Linked DNA regions of Mus musculus: regions 1 and 2 are each linked to region 3. Evidence: chromatin contacts called from public HiCAR-type and promoter capture Hi-C data. All regions are on one chromosome and are shown on one strand. The core of a region is the stretch at or near the end of the contact, and the rest is flanking DNA. Distances in the headings are between cores, read along the strand shown.

What was found. Promoter capture Hi-C pulls out the DNA fragments that hold promoters and counts their contacts. HiCAR-type assays count read pairs that join an accessible place to other places.
Region 1: a contact with region 3 is called in a HiCAR-type map of astrocytes, with 3 times the contacts expected there. The contact joins the promoter of Med15 here to the promoter of Ap2m1 in region 3. A contact is called at or near these places in 1 of 39 promoter capture datasets (pre-B cells) and 1 of 115 datasets of contacts at active chromatin or transcription factors (astrocytes).
Region 2: a contact with region 3 is called in a promoter capture Hi-C map of pre-B cells. The contact joins the promoter of 4933432I09Rik here to the promoter of Ap2m1 in region 3. A contact is called at or near these places in 1 of 39 promoter capture datasets (pre-B cells) and 1 of 9 other capture datasets (adipose tissue).

Annotation. Positions count from the first base shown.
Region 1 is chr16:17,719,275-17,724,209 of GRCm38.p6, forward strand. It overlaps Med15 (mediator complex subunit 15), which reads right to left and starts at 3,673. Exons shown (of 18, transcript NM_033609.3): 1 at 3,482-3,673. The coding sequence starts at 3,549.
Region 2 is chr16:18,210,747-18,215,363 of GRCm38.p6, forward strand. It overlaps 4933432I09Rik (RIKEN cDNA 4933432I09 gene), which reads right to left and starts at 3,117. Exons shown (of 3, transcript NR_015575.1): 1 at 3,091-3,117; 2 at 334-452; 3 at 1-157. It also overlaps a transcript of Ccdc188 not described here.
Region 3 is chr16:20,533,424-20,537,890 of GRCm38.p6, forward strand. It overlaps Ap2m1 (adaptor-related protein complex 2, mu 1 subunit), which reads left to right and starts at 2,057. Exons shown (of 12, transcript NM_009679.3): 1 at 2,057-2,178; 2 at 4,195-4,311. The coding sequence starts at 4,238. It overlaps Dvl3 (dishevelled segment polarity protein 3), which reads left to right. Exons shown (of 15, transcript NM_007889.3): 15 at 1-590.

The sequences.
Region 1 (4,935 bases), core at 2,423-4,922, 2.8 Mb before region 3:
TTCTTAAGCTCTATCAACACAGTTAATCAAGTCACCAGCAAAGTCAACCCTAGAGAGAAAACAAGCAAACCGAAGAAGTGAAAACACCCAGTAAGCGTGGTTAGGTTTTTTTGGGGTTTTTTGTTGTTGTTGTTTGTTTGTTTGTTTTTTGTTTTTTGAGACAGGGTTTCTCTGTGTAGCCCTGGCTGTCCTGGAACTCACTCTGTAGACCAGGCTGGCCTCTGATTCAGAAATTCACCTGCCTCTGCCTCCCAAGTGCTGGGATTAAAGGCGTGCGCCACCACCACCTGGCACTGGCAGCTGATTTTTATTTACCTTTTTACAAGTACAAAGGTTTTGCCTGCATGGATGTTGACTGCACCAGTTTATGCCTGGTGCCCACAGAAATCGGACAAGGGCTGTGGAACCCTTGGAAATGAACAGTTTTGAGTCAGTCACCTTGCAGGTGCCTGGAATCGAACCCTGGTGCCTTGTAAGAGCTACAAGCAGTCTTCACCATGGACTAAATCATCTCTCCAGCCCCTGGAGTCTTGCTTGAGTTTCTGACTCGGCTTTTCTTGCTGGGGGTTGGGGGCTGTGTGATAAAGTGTAACATGAAATAAACCCTTTCCTCCTCAAGTTGCTCTTGGTCATGGTGTTTTTCACAGTAACAGAAAGCAAACTAAGATACCTTTACTCTTAGAAAGCAACCTTTGAGGGGGCTCACTCAAATGCAGTAGACAAATGTTGCCCCCTCCACCAAGATACACAGGCCCCAGTCCCTGGAACCTGTGACTATCTTTCACTGTATCTCAAAAAATGACCGCATAGCTGTGATTGAAGATACAGACTAACGATTGTGTTCCATTGTTCCAAACTGATCTGGGAAGTGCACAGGATGTTCTCTACCTGAATTTGGTGAGTGTCAGAGAAACCAGCCAATGTTAGACTAGGCCACAAAGAAAGCACAAGATACAATCAACCTCCAGGAACAAAAACTGGCCCCTGACAAATAGGCAGGAAAGAGGATACCTCAGTTTTACAAGTGTAAGGAATAGAATTTGGACAGCAACTTGAATGGAGTTGAAAGCAGATTCTGTTCCAAAGGTTCCATCAAGAAATGTAATTACCAGGCAGTGGTGGCGCATGCCTTTAATCCCAGCACTCTGGAGGCAGAGGCAGGCAGATTTCTGAGTTCAAGGCCAGCCTGGTCTACAGAGTGAGTTCCAGGACAGCCAGGGCTATACAGAGAAACCCTGTCTCGAAAAACCAAAAAAATAAAAAAAATAAATAATAAATTTAAAAAATGTGTATATTGCCATCGTATTGATTTCAACCCTGAAACTAACACCTACCAAATCTTACATGAGCCTCTGACATAAAAAAAAAAAAGATCAAATATAAATCTGTGTTGTTTAAGATGCTAAGTGCATGGTAATTGTTATTACAGCAAAACAAAATAATATACAAGTGCAGTATCTTACAGAGGTAGAAAGCACCTCAGGACTCACAAGGCATTACAGTGTATCCAGTATACTTCAGTCTTCCCTCAGACCTCAGATACTTCTGCAGCTCTCCCCTACTGTCTGTGATAACAACTTGCTCTTCCAGATCCACTGTACTGGGCTTTCCCAAAGAATCCTTGCCCTGGAGCTCAGACCATTTCTCAAGACTTCACTTAGAGATAACTCAAGTACATCAATACTGCACTTGTGGGCTGGAGACTTGGCTCAGAGGTTAGAAGCACTCACACTGAGCTCTTACAGAAGAAGCAGGTTCGATTCCCAGAATTCACAGGGCAGTTCATAACCCCCTGTAGCTCCAATCCCAGGGAATCTTATACGCTCTTCTGACCTCTGACATCATCAGATATACATGGTTCACTTATATACAGGCAAGCAAAACACTCATATAAATAAATTAAATCTAAAACAATTAAGAAACAAAACACTTGTTTGCTGAACTGTCTGCAAAACCGTGCAAGGGTTATTGTGCGGCGGTACCAAGCCACTGACACAGTACCCACTCCCTCCACTGTACTGATGCTTCCCCGATTTAGTCCATTGCTTCACTCCACCCCACCCCACCCCACCCCCTCCATCCAGTTAGTCACCAATTGTCCACATATTCATTCCTCTTTCTCTGGAATCTGTCTTCCTCTTTCAAGTTCAGCACTTAATACTGGTCTTTATGATCTCTGCCAACCAAGTCTTCTACAATCAACTCATGAGACCATATGATCTAAATGAAAAAAAGACAGAACCCCCACCAACCCTTCCAAAGGAAAAAAACTCCCCAAATTGCCTATTTGGCCTCTCTTGGGTCCCTAATTCATCTCCAGGGACTCAGGGGCCTTCCCAACACTAATGCTGCACCACCTCAAGGCAGACCACGTGTAAAACACTGGAGGAAGGGCCGGGCAGTGATCCCAGCGCTTGGGAGGTAGAAGTAGGCAGATTTCTGAGTTCCAGGACAGCCAGGACTACACAGAGAAACCCTGTCTCGAAAAACTAAAAAACAAACAAACAAACAAACAAAAAACCACGGGTACAAGTTGTTTGCCCAAAACACCCAACACTAACCATGCCAGCATCTGCTCATCCTCATGATGTATCCTTGACTACTTTGCTTCAAAGACCCAGAACTCTCCACCTACAGCCGTCCATCCTGATGCTTTCACAATCATCTGCTGGGAATGGTGGCCTGTCACCCTCCTACTTTTCTCTCTAGAGCTCAATCTGTCACCTACTCGAGGCTGCTCCAGTCTACTCAACTGACACTTTAGCACCCACAAAAATGACTGAGCATTGGCACGACTGTACTGTTTCTTTACAGACAGACAGTACCAACCCTCAGGGGAAAAGCTGTGCCACAGGCAATTTTCTGAACACTTTAGGAAACTCAGTAAAATGGCTAAGTGCAACAAGCACTCTGCAGTGCTCCGTGGGCAGAGGGCATCCCTGCCCTTCACTCCCGAAGTTCCCACAGCTATTTCCTGCTACCCTTTGGCCAAGTTGACACACCTTGTGGAAGAAACCGGAGCACTCTTCTATTCCACTGCCTACAACCCAAACACATCAATCTTCCAATTTACCTTCCTTCCAGCCTCCTCCAACTCATTGATGTGGTTTTCGTTTTATTTATTTATTTTATAAAAGAAGCCACGCGGCACCCGTGTAAAATCTCTGGCTGCCTCATTCTCTTTCTATATTCGGTGCGAATCGAAGCAAAGGAAAATCTGCACACAAATGACGAGGCGGCTCAGGACGATGACTCACTAGCCAGGGCACTAGCTGGGTTTGCAGAGTTCCTCCCCAGAAAAACTAGCCAGCAGTCCCTGTCTGCCGAGAAAGGCCAGAGAGACTCCAGGAGGACCCTTGTACGTCCCCGGCACCCAGCGGACACCGCAGCTTCTGACCAGGGTCAAGAGCGGGTCTAGCCCGGCCTCACCCTCCCCGCCCGGAAGGTCCGACCACCGGTCCTTGCCCCAGGCCACACTCACATTTGGCTGACCAGCTTCTGCCGAAAGGCGGCGCTACGCCAGTCGGTCTCCTGCCCCGAAACGTCCATGCCCGGAGCCCCTACTCTTGTAGCCCGAGTCCCTACCGGCCACCCCCGGCGCCGCCGCCTCTACCACAGCGACAGGCCCGAACCCGGAAGCCGAGCGATCCCGCTACTGGGCCACGCCGGAAGTACAGGAAGAATTGTGGGAAATGAAGTCTTGCTTTTGTATACGCATGCGCGCCACAGAAAGAGAGAGGAAGAGAGGAAGGGGAGAGGGGGAGAGGGGAAGAGGGAGAAGGGGAGAGGGGGAGAGGGGGAGAGGGGGAGAGGGAGACACAGAGGGAGAGACAGAGATACAGAGGCGGAAACACAGACAGAGGCAGAAACAGAGAGAAAGACAGAAAAAAGAGACAGAAAGACAGACACAGAGACAGATACAGAGACAGAGAGAGACACACATGCGGACACATAGACACACACACACCACACACAGACACACATACAGAGTCTATGTATATTTTGTTGCCAGTGTTGGGATAATTGCTAATGTATAACATATTTTTGGTATTTTAAATAAATTTGGTATTTAAATATTGAGATTTTAATTTCTAACATATGTTAAGTGTACATAAGTATATGTACATTCTACAGTCATCAAAATAAAGCTAGTATTTCACCAACAAGCAATGTTAGGTTTAGGATCTCTGCTCATTGAATCATTAAGCTCCATATTTAAAAGGAAAGCAAAAGCATTATTTCTGTTAATGTTTTCTCTGTGGTTCATATTCCTTGCTTCTTAGTGGTGCATCCCTTAATACAGGACATTTTGGTCTAAGTGGATAATTGTTGCTGGGCTTATGTGTCTCGAGTTCACCTTTCAATGTTTATATGATTTAAGTTTAGAGTAGAGATTACAAGGTAACTAACCAATTTTGTAAGTCTTCATTTTTTCCAACAATATGTAAGGCCTCATTTTAGAACTTTGTTTGTCCCAGCACTTGGGAGGCAGAGGCAGGCAGATCTCTGTTGAATTCAAGGCAGCCTGGTTTACATACTGAGTTCCAGGACAACCAGGGCCTATGTAGAGACACATTGTCTCAAACAAACAAAAACAAACAACACCCAAAATGAACCCCAAAATAAATAAATAAATAGACAAATAAAGAAATAAATAAAATACATGTGTTTATTATTATAGAAGAAAGCACCCTTTAAAAAAAAAAACTTTTGGCCTTTGGAAAAGTCTTAAACACAAATGAATTAAAAACTGAGTGTCAGGGCTGGAGAGATGGCTCAGAGGTTAAGAGCACTGACTGTTCTTCCAGAGGTCCTGTGTTCAATTCCCAGCAACCACATGGTGGCTCACATCCAATGTACTGTTTTGGTGTGCCAGAATATCTGAAGACAGCTACAGTATATACATGAAATAAATAAATAAATAAATCTAAAAAA
Region 2 (4,617 bases), core at 1,867-4,366, 2.3 Mb before region 3:
TTGCTATCTAGATGGGAGGAAGGGTGGCTTTCAGAGCAGTCTCCCATCTTGACATCTACACAGATCCTCAAAGGTTGGAGTCACCAGGAGCATGGAGCTCTAGCAAGGCTGTTCTTCCTCCTTTATAGTGGGCAGGGAGGCCTTCAGACAGCACCGTCTGGTGGAAGAGATGGGAAGTGCAATAGGGAGTTACCATATGGGCAGCATTCTGAGGAGCCGGGTGTACCACGCCAGCAAATGTCCGACACGCCACCCCCCCCCCCAGCTCCCCATCGCCCTCTCTTTACTCAGGACTTCCTCATCTTGACAAAGCTCTGTCATCCAAAGACTCACCTGGAGGCTCTGAAGGAGTCTTATGACAGCGTGCATCCTGTCCACTTCCTGTCACTGACACTACACTGGGATGAGGATCCATGGCAGCACCACATCATAGCACACAGATAGACTAGAGTCTGTGGATGAGAGGGACATTCTACTTGGGTATGAAGACGGGCTTATCTTACACTCCCACTCCATCCCAGAAGGGCACAGCCCAGACTGTTGGCCCTGCCCTATGGATTGGGGTTGAACCTTGCCCAGAGCCTGAAGACATCAACCAAGCCCTAGTCACCTGGGCTGAGAGGGCCAAGGCTGAAAGTTCTGATAAAATGCAGGAAAATGTCAGGCTAGGCTCGGGGCTCTACACTAGACCTTCTCCTTCTCCAATGTGTCGAAGACCTGGTATTACAGCAGTCACACATGCTGGCTGGGACCATCCTGCCTGCCCTGATCACATAGCTCTGGGACTCCCTATCCTACTGGTGAGTGCCTGTGACAGACGTGGGTCAATCCAGAGCTGCCCATAGGACAGATGGAATACCGCTGTACAGTGCTGGGAAAGTCTAGGATAATTTGCTTCAAACTAAGCTTTCCTCCCAGAGCTTTGACCTCTGGAGTTGAGAATTCCCAGAAGACCTCAAGGACCCAGCCCACCTAGTGCCCTCTTTGCGGGGATAAGACACAGAGACAGGATCTCACTGTGCTAAGCAATAAAAAAAGGAGCGCCCTCAAACCAGTGAGAGCTGTGACCACATGGCTACCCGTCATGGAAACCACAGATCCAAGTGGGGGTGGATGCTTTGTGTCTGATCTGTCCGTGGCACAAGTTTCTGCCTGGCAGACTCTTCAATTTCTTCCTAGCCTGTCGACCCTGGGTGCTGGCTCCCACCCAAGTATCTGTGCCTGGTGCAGGGTTGAGGCACCATCTGGTGGCAAGTCTGGGAACTGCAGTCTACTCCTGCTCTGCCTGCCATCAGCATCGAAGCCAGGAGCCAGCTTTTGGCAGCTTAAAGTGATCTCTCTCATTTGTTCACAGTCCCACTTTAACCTGAGGGTCTTTATGTCATCAGGATACAGAAATAGGCCTTTGGAGTTTATAGCCTGGCACTGTTGCCTGCGCTGACAGGTAGGCCAGTATCTATCAAGAGTGGGGTCAGATAGAATACAACAGGAAAGATAAGAACCCAGGTTCTAGCCCCAGTAAGGTGAACTGGTACTGACCGCCAGGCAGCCCATTCATGCTGACTTTCTGGACACCACTGTCCATCTGGAAGTAACAAGAGACGAGATCTGACTCCTAAGAAAGGAGAGGGTCCTCAGCTTGGGCAGGGGTGCTTACGCTCAGCAGCCTAGTGGAGCACAGCATGGCGGTCAGCAGGCCACCTCCCAGTACAAGGCCTCAGAGCCCCCGACATCCTGAAATGATGGCTGTCTACTGGGACTGTGTCTTTCACAAGGGTTGTCTTTAGCACTCTTACTGTCTTTCTGACTGTTAAAGTTAAAAATACGAGTGGCCAAGAGCACTGACCGCTCTTCCAGAGGCCATGACTTCAAATCCCAGCAACCACACAGTGGCTCACAACCATCTCCAATGGGATCCAGTGCCCTCTTCTGGTGTGTCTAAAGACAGCTACAGTGTACTCACATAAAATAGATAAATCATTTTTTAAAAAAAATATGAGCAGTGGCTTCCAGAGAGTGACCACAGAAGAGAGGAGCAAACAGCCTGTCACCACATACATTCTAGGAGCAGAAAGTCCATGTCCAGTACTGAGCGCCCCATGGGTGTGCCTTTCCTCCAAGAGCTTCAACCTCTGGAGCTGGGAATTCCTAGAAGACCTCAAGGACCCAGCCCACCTAGTGCCCTCTTTGTGGGGATAAGACATGGAGACAGGATTTTACTGTGCATCCTAGGTTGGCCTCAAACTCATGGCAATCCTCCTGCTCTAGCCTTACAAAATCCTGATACACACAAGCATGAAGTAGCATGCCTAGCTCTGAGACCTTCTTTTGCCCACACCATGGTCTCAGGACCCTGCTTGCTCTGCACTCCCCACTCCCTGCAGACTGGAGAAGGCCGAGAAGGTCACACAGCTCTCAGAAACTCATGTCTACTTTGCCAGGAACAGAGAGGCCTAGCAGCCCCTACCTTCTGGCCCTGGGGTGACTTCATCACACAGACCACTTCATCCCTCATCTGCCCCTCTGCCACCTGGAAGGTCACAGGCTGTGACTCAGAGCCAAGTGTCATCTTGCCTCTCTAACAGAGCAAAGGAGAGTTCATGCCTAGGCCATACCCTAGGTCCTGGGTAGGAGATGAAAGGACTGGGCAGAGTCCTGGATGACAGGGTAATAATCCCAAGGCCACTCCAGGAATGCCTGTGAAACCCCAGACACATTCATCCAGGTTCTGTAGGATCCTCTAGTCCTACGCAGGGTGCTTTGGGGCTGCAAGTGGAGAACAGACTAGGTGGGTAAGGGCCAGAAGCCCAGGTTAAAAATACAGAAATGAGAATCTCTCATGGGTGTGGCTGGCTCTATGACTCTGAGTTCTACTCAGGCCCTGTAATGAGCATGGGTCATTGAGTGTCAAGGCCATAGTAAGGAGAGTAGAATCTGCCCATTTAGCCCCTGACTTCATCTCAGGCCAGCTGTAGGCAAGCGGCTCTGGATAACATAGCCTGTCCTCTCTCCTCTCCTCAGCATCCCCTAGGCACCAGCCGGGCTGGGGGGAAGGGTGGTGTGAGTGTGTCTGGATAGCTAGCCCCTTACCACCACTTCAGGCTCCTCAAGGCCATCTGGGTGTCATGGCAACATGGGCAGGAAGCGGCTGCCATGGCAACTGGTGTCCAGGGAAATGCGCTGCCTAGCAACAGGGGCTAGGGCCACTCTAGCTCCTCACAGCACACTCTAGTGTCCCACACTCTCTGTGTGTCTTCGAGTCTGCATCATCCTAGCACTCCCACCCAGTGCAGCCTCGGGGCTCCACACAGACCCTCACCCAACCCAACACACCAATCTGTAGGGTATTTAACATGCTAGCACAGCTCATGCTCATGCGGAACCAGCTACACGGCAGACCTGGGGCTCTTCTCTCCTACTAGACTCCCTCACCTCTCAGGACTCTCTGGAGATCAAGAGCATACAAGGACCGTGGAAAAGGGGGAGGCGTCTTCGGGGCTGTCTGAAAGAAACCAGCCTTCCAGATAGGGCACAGCCCAACAAAGGTAAGGTGATCAGAGAACATTGGGTTTCGGGTTAAGGTAGGCACCTAAGGTCTCAGAACATATGAGCACCTGAAGTGCCCTCAGTCCTTCCACGGCTGCTCAGTAACTGTAGCCCACGCTGAGCACTTGGAGCTGTGACCTGAGGATCCTAGCCTGCAGCCTTTGTGTGGTACTAACAGGACAGCATCCTGAGTATCTACTGGGCCCTTACCAAGTCTGGAGACTCAGAATATAGAACAAAGACACCACGACCACCACTGTCAGCTACTCAGGGCCTTTGCTGAAGCCACCCCATTCCAAAGCCATCCAAGGGCCTTCCTGGGCTCCCACCTCTGAGATCATCATATCCTGGTAACCATGAAACCCCAGAAAGAAACCAACAGGCAGAGGGCTTAGAAGCCCCTCCAGGGACCAGAGTGGGCAGCTTCTGAGTGCCGTAGGGCATGCTGGGGCAATTCCAGGCCTCTCCTCTAGTGTGACTGCCAGCCTCAGTCTGTACTGAGTGTAGAGATGCATCCCATACTGGAAAAATGCAGGACTCCAGCTTGTGTGCCAGCTGGGCCCCACCGGAGCTCTCATTGTAGCGCACACCAGCTCCTCCGCCACAGGTTTCAGTGGCCCCTGATGGGTATTCATTCCAGGTCTGCAAGACAACAGGAGACCGGCCGTTAGTCTGTAAGGGACTTCAGCAAACTGAAAGCGGGACTCAGCTAACTCGGGATACAAGTGGCTGGGAAGCAGGAACTGGCTGCAGACAAGCTTGGACTCCAGTACTGATTATGGCAGCTGTCAACAGAATTCCTTGGCAAACTCCCTAGGTCTCATCATTCCAGATACCAGAGCTGGAGCAGTGATATGCATGGCAAGAGGCCCTCCTGCTTCAACCTGGACCTCCCTATGGTTTAACAGAAAAAAAAAATACCTTTTAGCTTTCTGAACTCCTTCATAAACAGAGATAGAAAAAAAAAAACCCCAAACAGGTTTTTATTTGAAGAGTATCTGCTGGGAAGTGATCAAGAATAAAGGAAAACAGAACCAAAGAACCATAAGGGGAAAAGAAAAAGTCGTCATC
Region 3 (4,467 bases), core at 807-3,306:
GCTCACTTGTGCGCTGGACGCCAGTACCCTTGTCATCCTGTCTTTGGCTCACATCTCCTCCTTTCCCACTCCCATGATAGTGTCAGCCATTCTCTTCTTAAGCTGTTGATATGCTGGCCACTTCTAAATCTGGATCTCCAACCCCAGCTTCCCCTCTCTTTAGACCTGTTTTTATTACCCACTGGACATCTCCACAGGCATGTCCATAATAGTCAAGCATTATTCCTCTTGAATTCCTGTCCTGGTGACCTTCGTTACAAGCTACACCTACATGGTATTAGTCAGCATCACACACCCTTCTACTCTTGACACTCTGAAGTTCAGCTGTTCCTCTCCCTTTCTTAATTTACAGAGCATGGGATTTGGAGTCAAGTTGGTTTGGGCTTGAATTCCAGCTCTCATTTTTGGTTGTGTAAAAGAGTTATTTAACCTCTCTGGAGCCTCAGTCCTCCCATATGTAAAATGATGATAATAATACCTACCTCACAGGGTTGTTGTGAGGAATTAGATATTGTACGAAAAGTGCCTAGCACAGTGCCTGGCACACAATAGAGTAGGTGCTCAATAAATGGTAGCTATTATTATTATTATTATTATTATTATTATTATTATTATTATTAATTTACTCTAAACCAGCAAACTTTTAGGGTATATTGGGAAGAGAAAACCTTTGCAAAGATAGATATGAAGCCTTGAATGATAGTTCAGGAGTTAGAAGTTTTTGGGTTTTCGCTACTTAGAAGGAGATTGCTAGGAATAGTAGGGTTAGCAACCAGATTTAAGCACCCACCCACTTCCTTTCTGCCATAGAAGTCTCTGGCCTGTTTAGGCAGCAGGATGTCTCTGTCTCCTGAGAGAAAAACCAAATTTTCCTGATTTGGCAATAATCAGACAGCTGTTTGTGTCCAGGTTGGCTCTTCCTCATTCTCTCAGTTTGGATATCATAGGAAATCTTTTCTCTCCTTTTTTGTTTTTATGAGACAGGGTTTCTCTTTGTAGCCCTGGCTGTCCTGGAACTTGATCTGTAGACCAGGCTGACCTTGAACTCAGAGTGCTGCCTGCCTCTACCCCCCCCCCCCCCCCCGCCCCAGTGCTGAGATTAAAAGCATGTGCCACCACTGCACAGTTGAGAAATGGGATTTTTTTTTTTTTCGAGACAGGGTTTTTCTGTAGCCCTGGCTGTCCTGGAACTCACTTTGTAGACCAGGCTGGCCTCGAAGTCAGAAATTCTCCTGCCTCTGCCTCCCAAGTGCTGGGATTAAAGGAGAAATGGGATTTTAAAATCCCATGCCCAACTAAACTGGAGTAGAGGGCAAAAGGGGTCTCTTATGTAGCCTGGGCTGTCTTGAAACTCTCTATTTAGACCAGGATGGCCTCAAACTCACAGAGATGCTCTTGCCTCTGCCTCCAGAACTCTGGAATTAACGGCATACGTCACCATCACACCACAGTCACAGATTTAGCTGAGGAAAACATTAACGTTTAGCTGTCTTCCTTCCCAGCTTTTCTGTTTGGATAATTATCCCTGAGAAAGGGATCAGTCCAATCCTAGAATATATATAAAATACATACAAATAAATTTTATATATATATATAAAAACACACACACACACGTTTGGGAGAATCAAACGTGGTGTTTAAAAAAAAAAAAAAACAGTAAATTCAGCAGTAACAAGCTTATGCCAAGTTGTGTTTGTAAAGTAGCCAGTCTTCGAAATCTGGAGACAATAAAAGACTATAGTAATTCAAAATTTACAATTGGTTTCGACAAATAGCTTTGGTCTCTTAAAGCTACCCCACTTAACTAGGAACAGGAAGGGTCGCAGAGACTACACTTCCCGTGATTCTCAGTGAAGCAAACAATGGTTGGAGTGTATCACGACACGTGTTGCTTGCAAGGCGCACTAAAGCTGACGTCTTCTCTGTCTTGAAGGCTGTCGGTAGTTGTAGTTTTGTTGAGCCTAGGGCGCTCAGATGTGTCAGCTTGAAAGCTGCGGGGACTGACGGGACTTGTAGTCGCCGCTGGAGGCGAGCGCGCAGGCGCAGCTGCGATCGGGGCGGGGTGGGGCGGGAGCACTGCAGTGAAAGCCGAGGCAGCAGACAGGCGAGCTGGGGGCGGGCGGACATCTTGGGATCCGAGAGTGGCCAGGCCGGCCTTGTGGGGGCTGCTGACTCCAGGTGAGCTGGGAGGCTTGACTTAGAGGTCCTTATCAGGCGACGAGGGTGCTGTGGTAGCCTGCCTTGCCCTGCACGGTGCTGGGTGGAAAACTGCCCGCACCGGGGAGTGGCCTCAGCCTTCAGACCCGGGAGGGAGTAGACAACCGGGCGGGGGTGCCTTGGGCGCGATTGCAGCAAGGGCGGGGAGCAACGCCTTCCAGTGACCCGCCAGGCGTCTCCGGGAAGAGACTAGGGCTGGAATCCTAGAGCGGGAGACGCCGCGCGGCGCCCCATCCCTAGAATCCTGACAACCGCTCAACCCCGGGGTTTCCTATTTCCCCATCCCCCAGGACATTGACATCCCCTGGTGCCACTCCCTTGGACAGTGACAGGTCTCTCTCGAACACTGAGAGATTCCATCCTCCTGGTTTACCCCCACGGCTCTTGTACCTCAGACCTGTGACAGCCCCCGCATCCCGTGGTGACATCTCCCGGGCCTAGATGTCTTCTCCTCCCTCAGCTGAGAAAAACTCCACCAGCCCCCTATGCTTCACTAACAGAAGAGTAGGCCCTGTCTCTCAGCTTTCTCTTTTTCTTGTCTATCTCTTTTCGCTGTTTTTCGCTCCTCCCAAGCTCCTATGACCTTTGCCATAGGAGACCTTTAGGGACTCCCACAGCTGTATTTGGTGCTTTGGGGTCATCCTGGTCTTTTGCTAGCAATTCCAGCTAACCCTTTCCTTAACTAAATATTGCATTTTCGTCCAGGACACACACACACCGCCCCCCCCCCCGAGGTCACACACACCATCCCCCACCCGAGGTTGATACCTGTGGACTTGGTCCTTTGCTCAGCGCTCAACCTCCATTTTGCATTTTCTTTCTCACCTTCTTTGGACTTGTCACTGGGCTTCAAGGGTTAACTTTTCAGTTTCAAAAAGTCTGTTAAACTAACCTCAGTGAAATTAATATCTGGACTAATCCAGAAATCTAGAACCAGATTAACCCCGTTACTCAAATATTCTACCTTAATTTTGACCAAAATAATTTGGGCAGTCGAGGCATTCTGTTATCCCTGCCCATTGCTTGGTAAACACCAGGCCAGAAGTGACTGACTTGGCAGATTTGGAGACACAATTTAGATGGCAGGATTAATGCTACTACATACAGACCTAATTTTTGTCACACTTAGAAATTTTGAAAAGACAGTAACCAGAAATAACTGTAAAAGGGGCTCAGCATTGAAGAGTTCTTACTGCTTTTCCAGAAAACCTGAGTTCAGGTCCCGGCACATGTCATTTGGCTCAGTACCACCCTAACTCAGGCTTGAGGGGTGGAGGGCAGTGTTCAGTCTAACACCTAGCTTCCACACATACAGCACACTGGCATGTACCTGTGTGTCGGTAAAAATGAAATCTTTTAAAGAACTTATTAAGCGGGCCTCTGTTCCTTTGTCTGCTTATCTCTCTGCCTGGGAAAGATGTGCCTGCTTCAGCCACCTTCCTGGCTCTGTGTTAGAGCCTAAGGGCCTCTTCCCTCCCAGCCCCACCTCACCCTGCACACCCTTTCCTGGAATGTGTAGACTTCTAGAGGGTCATGCTCCGTTGCCTTCTTGGAAGGGTAATGCTTGCTCTAAAGGTTATGCCTGGTGGCAGGCCCAGGCTCAAGCCAACTAGAGTAATCCCTCCCGCCACGCCATTCCTGCATCTGCAGGCAGGCCTTCTCTGTGACTCACTGGAAGCAGCAGGAGTGAGAGTGCACAGTAGGGGGCTGAGCTCGGCCTTGTGGTTACTTTCCTCAGCCCTCAGAAAAGGCTGGATAAAAATGGCCTAAATCCCCGGGCCTCACACTCTTAAAGTGCTGTCCCCTATCCAGTGTGGAAAAACAGGAACTGGAGCCTCGGGAGGGCTGCGGAGGACTTGGGAGTCACTTGCTAGAGGACTGAGTCAGGAAACAAGGCGGGCCTGTACAGCCCCATTGGCGTGGACGGGTTCTAAAGATTTCCCCTTTCCCTAATCCCCCCTCCCCTTTCCTACCTAGGTCTGTTCTCAGAGCAATGGGTCACAGAGACTGAGCTGCCACCATGATCGGAGGCTTATTCATCTATAATCACAAGGGGGAGGTGCTTATCTCCCGGGTCTACAGAGATGACATCGGGTAAGTCCCTTGACTGAGCATGCTGTGTTTCAACCTCCCTGTTGCCTCAGCCTGAGCATGCAATATAGCCTGGTTCCCATTGGGCACTGGCCTAGCTGCTAGGCTCCAGGCCTCGGAATGACACCTCCACCCCCTAGGGTTAGGAATCCCTGCCCT